Linked DNA regions of Danio rerio: regions 1 and 2 are each linked to region 3. The links are chromatin contacts, called in public Hi-C maps. All regions are on one chromosome and are shown on one strand. The core of a region is the stretch at or near the end of the contact, and the rest is flanking DNA. Distances in the headings are between cores, read along the strand shown.

What was found. A called contact is a pair of places that touch in the nucleus more often than the background predicts.
Region 1: a Hi-C map of embryo shows a contact between it and region 3, with 2.6 times the contacts expected there. The contact joins the enhancer-like site here to the promoter of melk in region 3. A contact is called at or near these places in 7 of 18 Hi-C or Micro-C datasets (caudal fin, embryo, fibroblasts and 2 more) and 3 of 4 datasets of contacts at active chromatin or transcription factors (caudal fin, embryo and gastrula embryo).
Region 2: a Hi-C map of an unstated tissue shows a contact between it and region 3, with 3 times the contacts expected there. The contact joins the enhancer-like site here to the promoter of melk in region 3. A contact is called at or near these places in 2 of 18 Hi-C or Micro-C datasets (caudal fin and an unstated tissue) and 1 of 4 datasets of contacts at active chromatin or transcription factors (embryo).

The regions. Positions count from the first base shown.
Region 1 is chr1:23,202,295-23,205,819 of GRCz12tu, forward strand. All of the region lies in intron 6 of zcchc7 (zinc finger, CCHC domain containing 7), which reads right to left. Among named protein-coding and RNA genes, the nearest start is that of adamtsl7, 34 kb to the left of the region's middle. Within about 2 kb of position 1,752, at least 4 of the 62 cell types and tissues checked have an H3K27ac peak or open chromatin away from gene starts, as enhancers often do.
Region 2 is chr1:23,298,814-23,302,175 of GRCz12tu, forward strand. The region is part of intron 1 of pax5 (paired box 5); the gene reads left to right. Among named protein-coding and RNA genes, the nearest start is that of pax5, 4.3 kb to the left of the region's middle. Within about 2 kb of position 1,873, at least 34 of the 62 cell types and tissues checked have an H3K27ac peak or open chromatin away from gene starts, as enhancers often do.
Region 3 is chr1:23,447,614-23,451,432 of GRCz12tu, forward strand. melk (maternal embryonic leucine zipper kinase) reads right to left here and starts at 1,797. Exons shown (of 18, transcript NM_206888.2): 1 at 1,593-1,797; 2 at 617-697; 3 at 432-517; 4 at 156-272; 5 at 1-67. The coding sequence starts at 680. frmpd1a (FERM and PDZ domain containing 1a) reads right to left here. Exons shown (of 17, transcript XM_005170936.5): 17 at 2,277-3,819. The coding sequence ends at 3,528.

The sequences.
Region 1 (3,525 bases), core at 502-3,001, 250 kb before region 3:
TTCAATTTAATTTGTTTAAATTCAGCACAAAATAAATGCTTTACACTTAACCTAAAATGAATTGTACATACAAGGTATCATCTTTTAATCTTTTTTTTAGTGTCTAAGGATCACAAACTGCCAGATATTTGTTGTGAACATAAATTTTCACAGACAGATGCTCTTTGTTGCTGTATACACTGTAAATGCTTATATGCTCAAAAAATTTAAAGTGTTCAGTATGACCTGACTTGTTCAGAATGATCGTCAAAAATAAATAAATAAATAAATAACACATTGGATAATTTACTGTGAAACTGTAAACTACACTGTAAAATATTTGACCTTAAATTTACAATAAAGTACTGGCTAATAATTGCATTACTTTAACAGTAAGGTACTGTATGTAAATTCACAGTAAATTACTGTGAGGTACTTCATAATAACAATATTTCTGTAAATATTTATAAATATTAAAAAGTGGAGTGGTGTGATATAAGGCTGTAATATGTCCCCAACCTCCCGCAATCCCTAACCCCAACCCCAGAACCATTCAAATACAGTGTTATAGTATAATCTGATGGGATAAAATGTCAGGACACAGGAACAGCAATAAAATTAGCATCTTGAATCTAAAATAACTCTTGGTATAAAAATAGTTCTGTGAAAGAAAAAAGTCAAAATTGCAAGATATAAACCATGAATCTATGACAAAAATTGTAACATTTTGAGAAAAACATTATTTGTCAGCTATTTGTGAGCTATAAAAAAAACTCAATACAAAATTCATTATTGATAGATATAAAAAAATAACAACTTGGTGATACAAAATTTTGAAGAAATAAAGATCAGAAATGCAATATATATGCATTAAATGTGGAAAAAATAATAACAGAGTATATACAGGAATCAGAGAGTGATATTCAATACCTTTTAAGACCTTTTTTAAGACTCTTTCCATACATTTTAAGACCTTATAACCACTTTAGGTTTCAACCGGGAAACACTGGCGAGATTTTAACTTACAGTATATTTACTAAATGTTAATGTAAGAAAGTAATCCAAAACTAAAACATTGTTCATATACTGAATAAAAATCTACTAAATCTAAATAATTAAGCAGGTTAGCGCCTACAGAACTGCAGATATAATGGCAGTGCCTTGGTTACTGCAGTAAACAAAGCAGTATTTTATTGATTTCATAAACTACACAGCATCCTGATAGTCACAGAAATTAAAAATATATATATAATTTAATATTTTGCCATTGTTAATACTTTTTAAGGGCCTTAAATTTCTTTACATTGATTTATCCATTTTTGATGACTTTTTAAGGCCCGATGGACACCATAAATAACTGCAAGAAAGCAGTATTATAAATTATTATACTATAATATAAAGTATAAGTTTGCTATACTAGGCTAGATTAAAAAAGTTATAAACAAAATATTCTGGGTGGGGAAGCATTAGTTCTTAAATACAGTTGAAGTCAGAGTTTTTTTTAAACCCCCTGACATATTAACCTCCTAACTACGCAGGTTAGGGTAATTAGGCAAGTTATTGAAAAACGATGGTTTGTTCTGTAGACTATCGAAAAAATGTAGCTTAAGGGGCTAATAATTTTGACTTAAAATGGTGTTTAAAAAATTAAAAACTGCTTTTATTCTAGCCGAAATAAAACAAATCCGACTTTCTCCAGAAGAAAAAATGTCATTAGACATACTTTGAAAATTTTCTTGCTCTGTTAAACAACATTTGAGAAATATTTAAAAAAGAAACAAAAATTCAAAGGCGGTGTAAAATTCTGGTTTCAACTGTGTATACTGTTCATTTTTCGGAAAAAAAAATGGAATTACAAAATAAGAACTCTATTTTGATAAAAACTCTATTTGCAAGTTTATGTGAATCGTGATAGAAATGTACAATTTTGAGGAAAGAAAAAAAGTCAGGATTGTAAAATTCTCAAAAAAAAACAAAAAAAAACTCAATTTTGAGAAAAGTCTGAATTCTGAGATGTAAACTCATTTTGAAAAAAGTCAAAATTGCAAAATATTAACCCAAATTTGTGATTTTTCCTTTTCATCCTGTGGCAAAAACTGCCTTCCAAAAAGAGAAATATCGTTGCATCATATTAGTTCCATATGTAACATTGGTCCAATAAAACTTTCACTCTTTGCATAGTAGCTTCTGCGAACACTCGCACTTCTCTCTGTCAGTCTCCTTTGGGTTTTGTGGCAAACTTAGAGTTGAGTGGTTGTTTGTTAGTAAAGACAGGTGCAGGCCTCACCCCACCACACACACACGCACACGCACACACACACACACACACACACACACACACACACACACACAAACACACACACACTTGCACTCACGCGCACACACACACACAGTATAAACAGACCCAGTAGAAAGGGACTGGTCTGACAGAATGCCTTTTCACACCTGACTGGGCCTAGCATAGGGCGACAGGCCAGAGCTCCCAAAGCACGACACACGCGCACACACACATGGGTATCTGTACTGTATTTAACTTTGAGCCCTCTAGACTCCAGGATAGTTTAAAGGCCTTAAAGACCGTCTGTTGAGGGTGACTCAATTTAAGTACCTACACACACAAACAGAACCAGGGCAGGACCCAGAGGATGAAAGTAATGCACAAGCAGATGGACTCAGCCCAGCAGAACCAAGTGGACCTGTAGGAAAGCATCACACACTCTTTTAAAACCCTTATAAAGCCTGCAGACCCGGGCGACAGTCAGCATATGTTGTCCATGGTCAGGCACTGACACAGGCTAAAAACAGCAACTCACTTTAACAGCAAAAAAACCTGAAGCTGAACAAAACAACTGTGCAAATATTTTTCACTTCAAAAACTGATAGTAAATTTTACAATAAATTATTATAAGGAAATTGCTAGTAACACACTAAAATTATGAAAGGTAAATAAACATAATTACCATCAATATGCCAGAATTATTACACACAAAAAAACTTTTAATATGCAATCTCTTTTGAACTGTTTTCTTTCTGTTTGCTTTAAAGAGACATCTAAAACCTTGTGAATTTCTGTTCATCTTACCATCTGATGTGTTTTGTAAAGAAATTTCAATAATTCAGAAGTTTTGTAAAAGGACAAACGGTCTAATAAAAAATATTTAGTCAGTAAATAATAAACCATTTTTGTTACCATACTGGGCATATATACAGTAGTTCAATATGGCAAAAACACAACAAGCATGCTCTGCGGTGTTTAACTTTGGAAAAGTTTACACAAAATAATAGGTTTGTTCATTCTTTCTTACTTTTTCTTTAGTTTCTTTCAATCTTTTTTTGTTTATTCTTTTTCTTTCTTTATTTCATTCTTACTCTCGTTATTTTTTTCCTTTGATTTTTCTTCATTTTGTTCTTTTTTGTTCTTTCTTTCGTTCTTTTATTCTTTCTTATGTTTGTTCGTTCTTTCTTAAATCTTTTCTTTCTTTCTTTCTTTCTTTCTTTCTTTATTTCTTTCTTTCTTTCTTTCTTTCTTTCGTTCTTTCTTTCATT
Region 2 (3,362 bases), core at 623-3,122, 150 kb before region 3:
GAGGCCGCGTTTGAATCTAAATGCAAGAATCAATAGAAAATAAATAAATAAAACTAAAAAAAATGTGCATAAAAAGCCCCCATAATTGTTAAGTAAATAAAACTGACCAACATGTATTACACATCTAACAGAATAAGACGGAATACAAAACGTAAACATTTGTTTAACATTGCAACGTCTATCATTAGTTGTGCGCGTAGGCTATGCAAAAGTGCGCACGTATGTGTGTGTGTGTGTGTGTGTGTGTGTGTGTGTGTGTGTGTGTTTGCGTGCGCGTATGATGAGCTTCTTCACACGAGACCAAGGGTTCGCCCCCTCGTGGCACAAACGGCTCACCGCGGATGAATCTTTCTTTAAAGACACTCGGAGAAAAAGACTAAAATATTGCGTTAAGCACATGAATGGTGAACCTGAATCACATAGTTGCAGTGACGTAAAGGTCATATTTCTTACCACACAGCAAATTACCGACACATATAAAAGATAGTTGTGTCACTGGTTTCTAAGCAAAGCAATTCAGAGTCGCATGCTTGAAAATCTATCCCAAAACTAAGAAGAAAAAAAATCACATTTTTATAGAGTTAATATTTGTGTGCTCTTTTGAAGACTTACACAAAACAACACGTAAAAAAATGAGAGCCATTATTTAAAATTGTGTGCTGTATAATTTTAGAAATTTGTGTTTTATTTTGTATAATGTTTTGCTTCATAGAAATGTATGTTTATATAAATTAGTAAAAGCACAAAAATATTAAAATATATACTAGTAATCCATCGATAAATCATTTAATAAGTGCTGAAATGTAAAATAGTTAAATTAACTAACTAGTTAATTAATTAATTAATTAATTAAGTAACTGTAAATAAATAAATAAATAAAATCAATAAAGTTAGTAAGCATTAATGTTCATAAACTCCTTTTTTGTTTTAAATAATATTGTAATGTCTGTTTTTATACTACAAAATAAAATAATTATAACGACTCTTATTTAAAAACAAACCACAGTTATTAAGTCAGCTAAACTATATCTGACTTAATATCAAGTTCTTAATAATCTGTTTGATAGTCTGTTAATGAAAAATTGGGCTATTAGGCAAGAAAATGTGCAAAAGTAAAACAGTTCTAGTGTCCGTCAAAGCAATGAAGAGGAAGAAAACATAGAAACATAAAAAAATCCCTCATAATCTCTCATGAAAACTAATCAGAGCATTTTACTTAATGCACAATAATCAAACTTTCTATATTCGTTTAGCCTACTAAATTAACACGTTTTTCTCTCGTGGACAATTCTAAACAGCAGTCATAATTGCACATGCAAGTGCGATATTATTTGTTGAATTTATTTCTAATTATGTTGACATACAACAGTCGAAAAGATTTGTTAATTTATATTATAGCCTGTATATTGTTTTATATGCATATATATCTCAGGGAAATGTTGCAATATGTCAGTCTCATGATTTTTGCAGTGTTTTTACAATTAATTATATGGCCAGGATTATTCGTTTAACTGAAAACATGTTCTGTCGCATAACTAATTGTTAACTGTTTATTAATTGGACTTCTAAAAATACTGCAAACGGATATTTTAAAATTTCAATTTTACCCCGTTCCTTAATTGAAATTAGACATGGGATTAGCGACGCCAGAGAACCAACTTCTATCCGAGACTCCCTATTTGTCAGTGCACAATTGGGACAGCACGTCACTTTCATATTGGCTCAGTGATAGCCAATCGGCGTCGTCTTTATCTGAGCGCGACTCAGGGCGATTGTGACGGCAGAGGTGCAGTGCTCGGATAGGTAGACGTCTGTTGATTGACAGTCTCGCTCGGACTCGGTAGTAGATTCAGTCTGCTGTGGCTTTGGCGCTGTCCACACGAGAGCAGGTTCTGAAACGCGCCGTGCGCTCGTGCAGTGTTTGCGCGGTTAAGACGGAGGCTCGACCACTGCTTCTCGCCGCCGGAGCGCTCACACTGAAAGAAGAACACCGTTCGGCGGACGGCAGCTTGGGCGAAAAAGACAAATTATACCACCGTATCATCCATCTGAGACTTTACTTGGATTTTTACGCACTTCCCGACTGCTTCAAAACTTGACAAAGCCTTTTTTCCTTCGTTTCTTGGACATTTTCCTCAAGTTCAAATGCTTCGCACAATGGGTATTTTTTATTTTATATTCAACTTCGGAAAACGTGTTAATTCGGGGTTCACATCATGTACTTTTTAATTTCACCTGTACGTATGTCTTTTGTTTGGGGACCATCGTGCAGTCGGAGTTGCATATTCTTTTCAAAAAAGAGACGCGCTTTGAGCAATTAAAATATAAAGATGCAAGCAAATCGAGCTTATGTGAAGATACGCTGAACATGAAGTAAATGTTTTGGTTTCTCAGAAACCTCACCAGGATTTTACAGATCCCTGGCAGAGACGCGCTCTGACAGCGCGAACCTCGGTCACAGTTCACGGGTCACGGTCAGTGGAGCGAGGATGTCAAGATAGAGCTTGGGAACGAGACTTCTACATTTTTTATCTAAAGCTTAAGAAGACTGATCGGAATAATATTAAAATTCCTACATATCCAGGACTTTTTTATTTCTTTTTGATTAATCTTCTCTGATGTCTGAGTTAGTTGAGACTGGATGTAGGGCCGCAAAAGCAATTGTGTGACCCTAAAGGGTTGTGCCCAGGCCGCCTATTTACATTGTTTGTTGGCTAATTAAAGATGGATAAGATCACAAATTATTTATGAATTTTCTTTTTTCTTTCCACCTGGAAAATCAAGAAAACTTTTTACATAATTCCTTCAACTGATGACCTTAGGCCTTAAGGTTCATTTTTTATTTGTTTACCAAAGTTTCTTTGGACTCCCAAACAGTTAAAACTGTTTAAAAGAAACAAGGACAGACTGACTACAAACGCACAACCCTTTAAAAGAACAAGTACAGGACAATAAAGACTTTTTTGTGTTTTTTCTTCTTCGCGAGAAGGCCTGTTTTAAAACACGATGGAAATCCACTGCAAACACGACCCTTTCGCAGCAATGCACAGTAAGTTCCCAGCTTATAGAATTTAACTTTCTTTGATCTGTCATATGTTTGATCTCGATCTAACTTTTCAGAATTTGTTTTAAAGAACTAGAAAAAACAAAAACACGCGGATTAAATTTAGCTAATGAAAGCTAAGCAGTGTGTTATAGCCTAATTGATTAAAAAACTTTAAAGATGCAACTAATGAATGCTGTAGGGCCAATAGTTTTAATCATGTCTTTAATACAGGTGAAGTTTGCTTTTTGTGCCAGCTTTTTTGCTAGATTTCTCTTAACCCAGAACCCGGTTGCTTTGTTAGAGCTTTAGCCTTCTG
Region 3 (3,819 bases), core at 547-3,046:
GGGTCTCTTCCTCTGATAACCGATCTTTAGCAATGATGTAATCAAAGAGTTCTCCTCCAGGACAGTACTGATAGATTGACAAGATACATGCAGTTAAACATATGAAGATTAATAGGTATTCCTTAAACATCAGAACCACATTCAGCAAAGCATACCTCAAGCACCATGTAGATTTTGCTTGTGGTCTCAATGACATGGTAGAGACGACATACATGTTGATGACTGAGGTTCTTCATTGCCTCAATCTCTATCTTTACTCTGGGCAGATCATCCTAGTAACATAAACACTTGAAAGACACTATTCTGAATTTCAAAAGTAAATTAAATCTCAATATCAGGAATAAATTCAGAAATAACTTCCTTCGTAATTATTAAGGTACTCATTCAAATGTTGTGATTCATGGTAAAGGCATTTAAAATGAATAACAAACCCCAAGATCTTTTTTCTCCATTATTTTGATGGCTACTTTCTCTCCTGTCAGTTTGTGTCTGCCAAGTTTGACCTTGGCAAACCCACCTGTGGATTAGAGTGGAATTCAATTGTACTCTTTATTGAAATTCTCTCTATATATAAATTATATATTATATATATAAATAAACAATTGAGGGACATTACCTGAGCCAATGGTTTCATAAACCTCATAGTGCTTGAGGAGTTCAGAAGTGCTGTCTACTGGCATACTGAATACACATACACCTGCATCAGAAACAGCATGCTTTTTAAACATATTAACATGAGATATGTTTAAAACCTCCTAACTGTCAATATCCCACAGGTGAGACACTTCTTTCTTAGTTTCTGAGTTTGTTTCTTAGCCTGAACTTATCTAGATGAACTACTTATAATACGTATATGATATAATTGATATAATATATCATTTTCAAAATAATAAATATTTTGAAATAAATTGTTTTAAGAGACAACATTACCACTGTATGTTAGCAACAATTCAAAATGTAAAAATAAATCTGTGGAGCATCAGTTTAAGTCATTGATATATAATTTACTTGCAAAACAAAAATATAAGAACAAAGAAAATCAGCTTTGAAAAAAACACTTAAGTAAATTTCACAGGCTACCAACTTTCATCGGCATATGTTTGTTTTGAGCATAAACTCCACGGGTCTAGAGAATTAAGGAAGCTATTCTTGCAGTATTTGCAACATGTCATGTAACTTAATTGGTTTAATGATAAAATAACTAAAATTTTGAAACAGTGAGTTAGGACGTTTTATGCTTGTTAGAAAGCCTCACGTCGTTTGCAATGTCGGTGATCATAACAACGGCACACAAAAGTAAAGTTTCAAGCACAAAGCCTAAACTTTATGTTCAACATTCAACTAAATAAATTTTTCTATCATTTTCTCGCCGTGAATGTGGCAATCATCTCCTCTTCCTAAAACTGTAACGTTACTAACGTTAGATCAGACAGTCGCACAAAAAGCGACGTATAAATCAGTATATCACACAAAATATTTTTTAAATGGAACTGGGTAGAAATATCATTAGTCATTAAATTACCTGACGTACACGCAGTACAGATTTATGAAAAGGGTTTGTTTTGACTGACATGTTTTAATAACAGACTTACCAACTGTGCTCCAATGATGGTCTTTAAAACGCCGATAAAAAAGAGCTCAAAACAACAAATAATGTACAATTTAAGAATGAAAACAGACAATCGGTTACGTTGTTACTTAAAAATTCGAATGTTTTCAATGCGATAAAATTACAACTTGGACTACCAAAACAATTCATTTGAACATGTTTTAAAATTTGAATTTCCCCCTTGGTGTCAGACGAGTTCCTGTTTCCGGTTACGGTTATACGGTAAAAGTCCTTTTGATCGTGATCCAGAAGTGTTTTGTTTCCCCAAATCAATCGCCTTTATAACTGAATAGAAAAGAAATAACGATACAGAAGAGTTTCTGCCGTGTTACTAATTCCAGGTCAGGTTTCATGGCAATATACTCTCATACATACATATAAAGCATAGCTAATTTCAACGTAAACAGCCATTTGAATCTGACACCTAACGTTACATGAAATATAATTGAATGAAATGTAATCTATCTACCCCCTGAATTAGATTATCCTTGAATCATTTTCTTAAAAAAACTGACCCCAAACTTTTGACCAGTGTATCTATCTATCTATCTATCTATCTATCTATCTATCTATCTATCTATCTATCTATCTATCTATCTATCTATCTATCTATCTATCTATCTATCTATCTATCATTTTAAATTTAATAATAAAAAAATACATCACAGTCATTTGGAACTAATTTTAATGGGGTGAATACTGCATTACAATGTTGGTTTTCATAATCCATCCATACACTCACTGATCACTCTTTCAATCATGCATTCATTTTCTACATGCAGCCTTGCCCACTATTTTCAAGAAATACAGTATGCCTATGGCTTACAGCATGCCTTATAAGTAAAGAGTACATGGCAGCTTTTTGGTATTCAGACACATGTACTTGTGGGTAAATGACCTTGCTTATAATTTAGTCATTTGCTATCTTTACGCACTCATATTTGTAATTTTCTGTCACCTTTGAACGAATTTCTACAATAATTTGATCATTGTATGGTGATTATATGAGCAGTGTTTTGTGAGGACTGGAAAAATAGGAGGAATGAATATAAAGAAATGACTTGTCTGTGAAAAAATAAACGAATAGCACCAAAATTAGATTGCTTCTATTTAAATTATAGATTGCTATTAAACAATTATATTGTTCCTCCACATCTATGATCCAAATTATCCTACCTTCTTGAAGTTAAACCTGTAAAGCATATGCAGATGTTGATTGAAAAATCTGCAATCACTCTGCAAATTCATTCATCCATCGGCTTTGGTATATTCATCTTAAAGAACACAAAAATGTTACTGCCTACTCAAGAAAATGTTGTTTGTATTTTGTAAACATTTATAACCCAGGTGATTACTGCAGAACACTTTTAGAGCATTATCTAATAGAAAGTAGGCATGGCAGACAGAAGAAAATTTACTGTATGTGCATAACATTGGTTAGAATAGTAGTGAGAAAGCAAGCAAGAGATAGCAAATTTAAGGAGAGAAGAGAATGTTGGAAGATACACAACACAGAATCCTGATCTATGCTTTCCTCATAAATAGAATAAATTACTGTAATCATAGTACAAAGACTTTTGGTTTAGAATTACATTCAATACTAAATAACTTTACCCCACATACAAATACTGTAAAACAAGCTCTATAGTACCCTGTTAGGAAATTATCTTCTCAGTACATTTGTCTTTTAGGCTAATCCATTCAAAACACTTAAATGGCAGGTTTATGTTTCATTGTCTGCATGTGTGTATGTATTAGTGCATGCTTATTACTGGTATGCCAGTACCTTTGGACACCGCCTTGGTGTTAATTTTATACATCTCATGAGATGGTTTGAGAAAACCACATTTAAGTTATTCTCACAGGTTTGTTGTAGTTTAGGGGGATGGGGGGACTACCCAATGTAGCTGTCCAAAGGTCAAAGGGCAGTGAGAGTGCGAAAGAGCTGAGTGAGGCAGAAGACTGAGGATGTTAATGCAGTGCATTGGCGGGCCAAGAGCTTAATACTGAGCTCAAGACAAGTCTTCCTTTCGGCAGCACTTCCCACTAGCTCTGCTGCCCGAGCAAAGTCCTGATAAGTTTTTGCAACATTTGCTAGTCCTGTAAGTGCTTGAGCATGGCGCTCCCTGCACCGCTGGCAGCTGGAGAAACATAAACACACACTTGTCAGCTGTACCAGTGAACGGAAGCTTTCAGCAAGCGACTGAAGT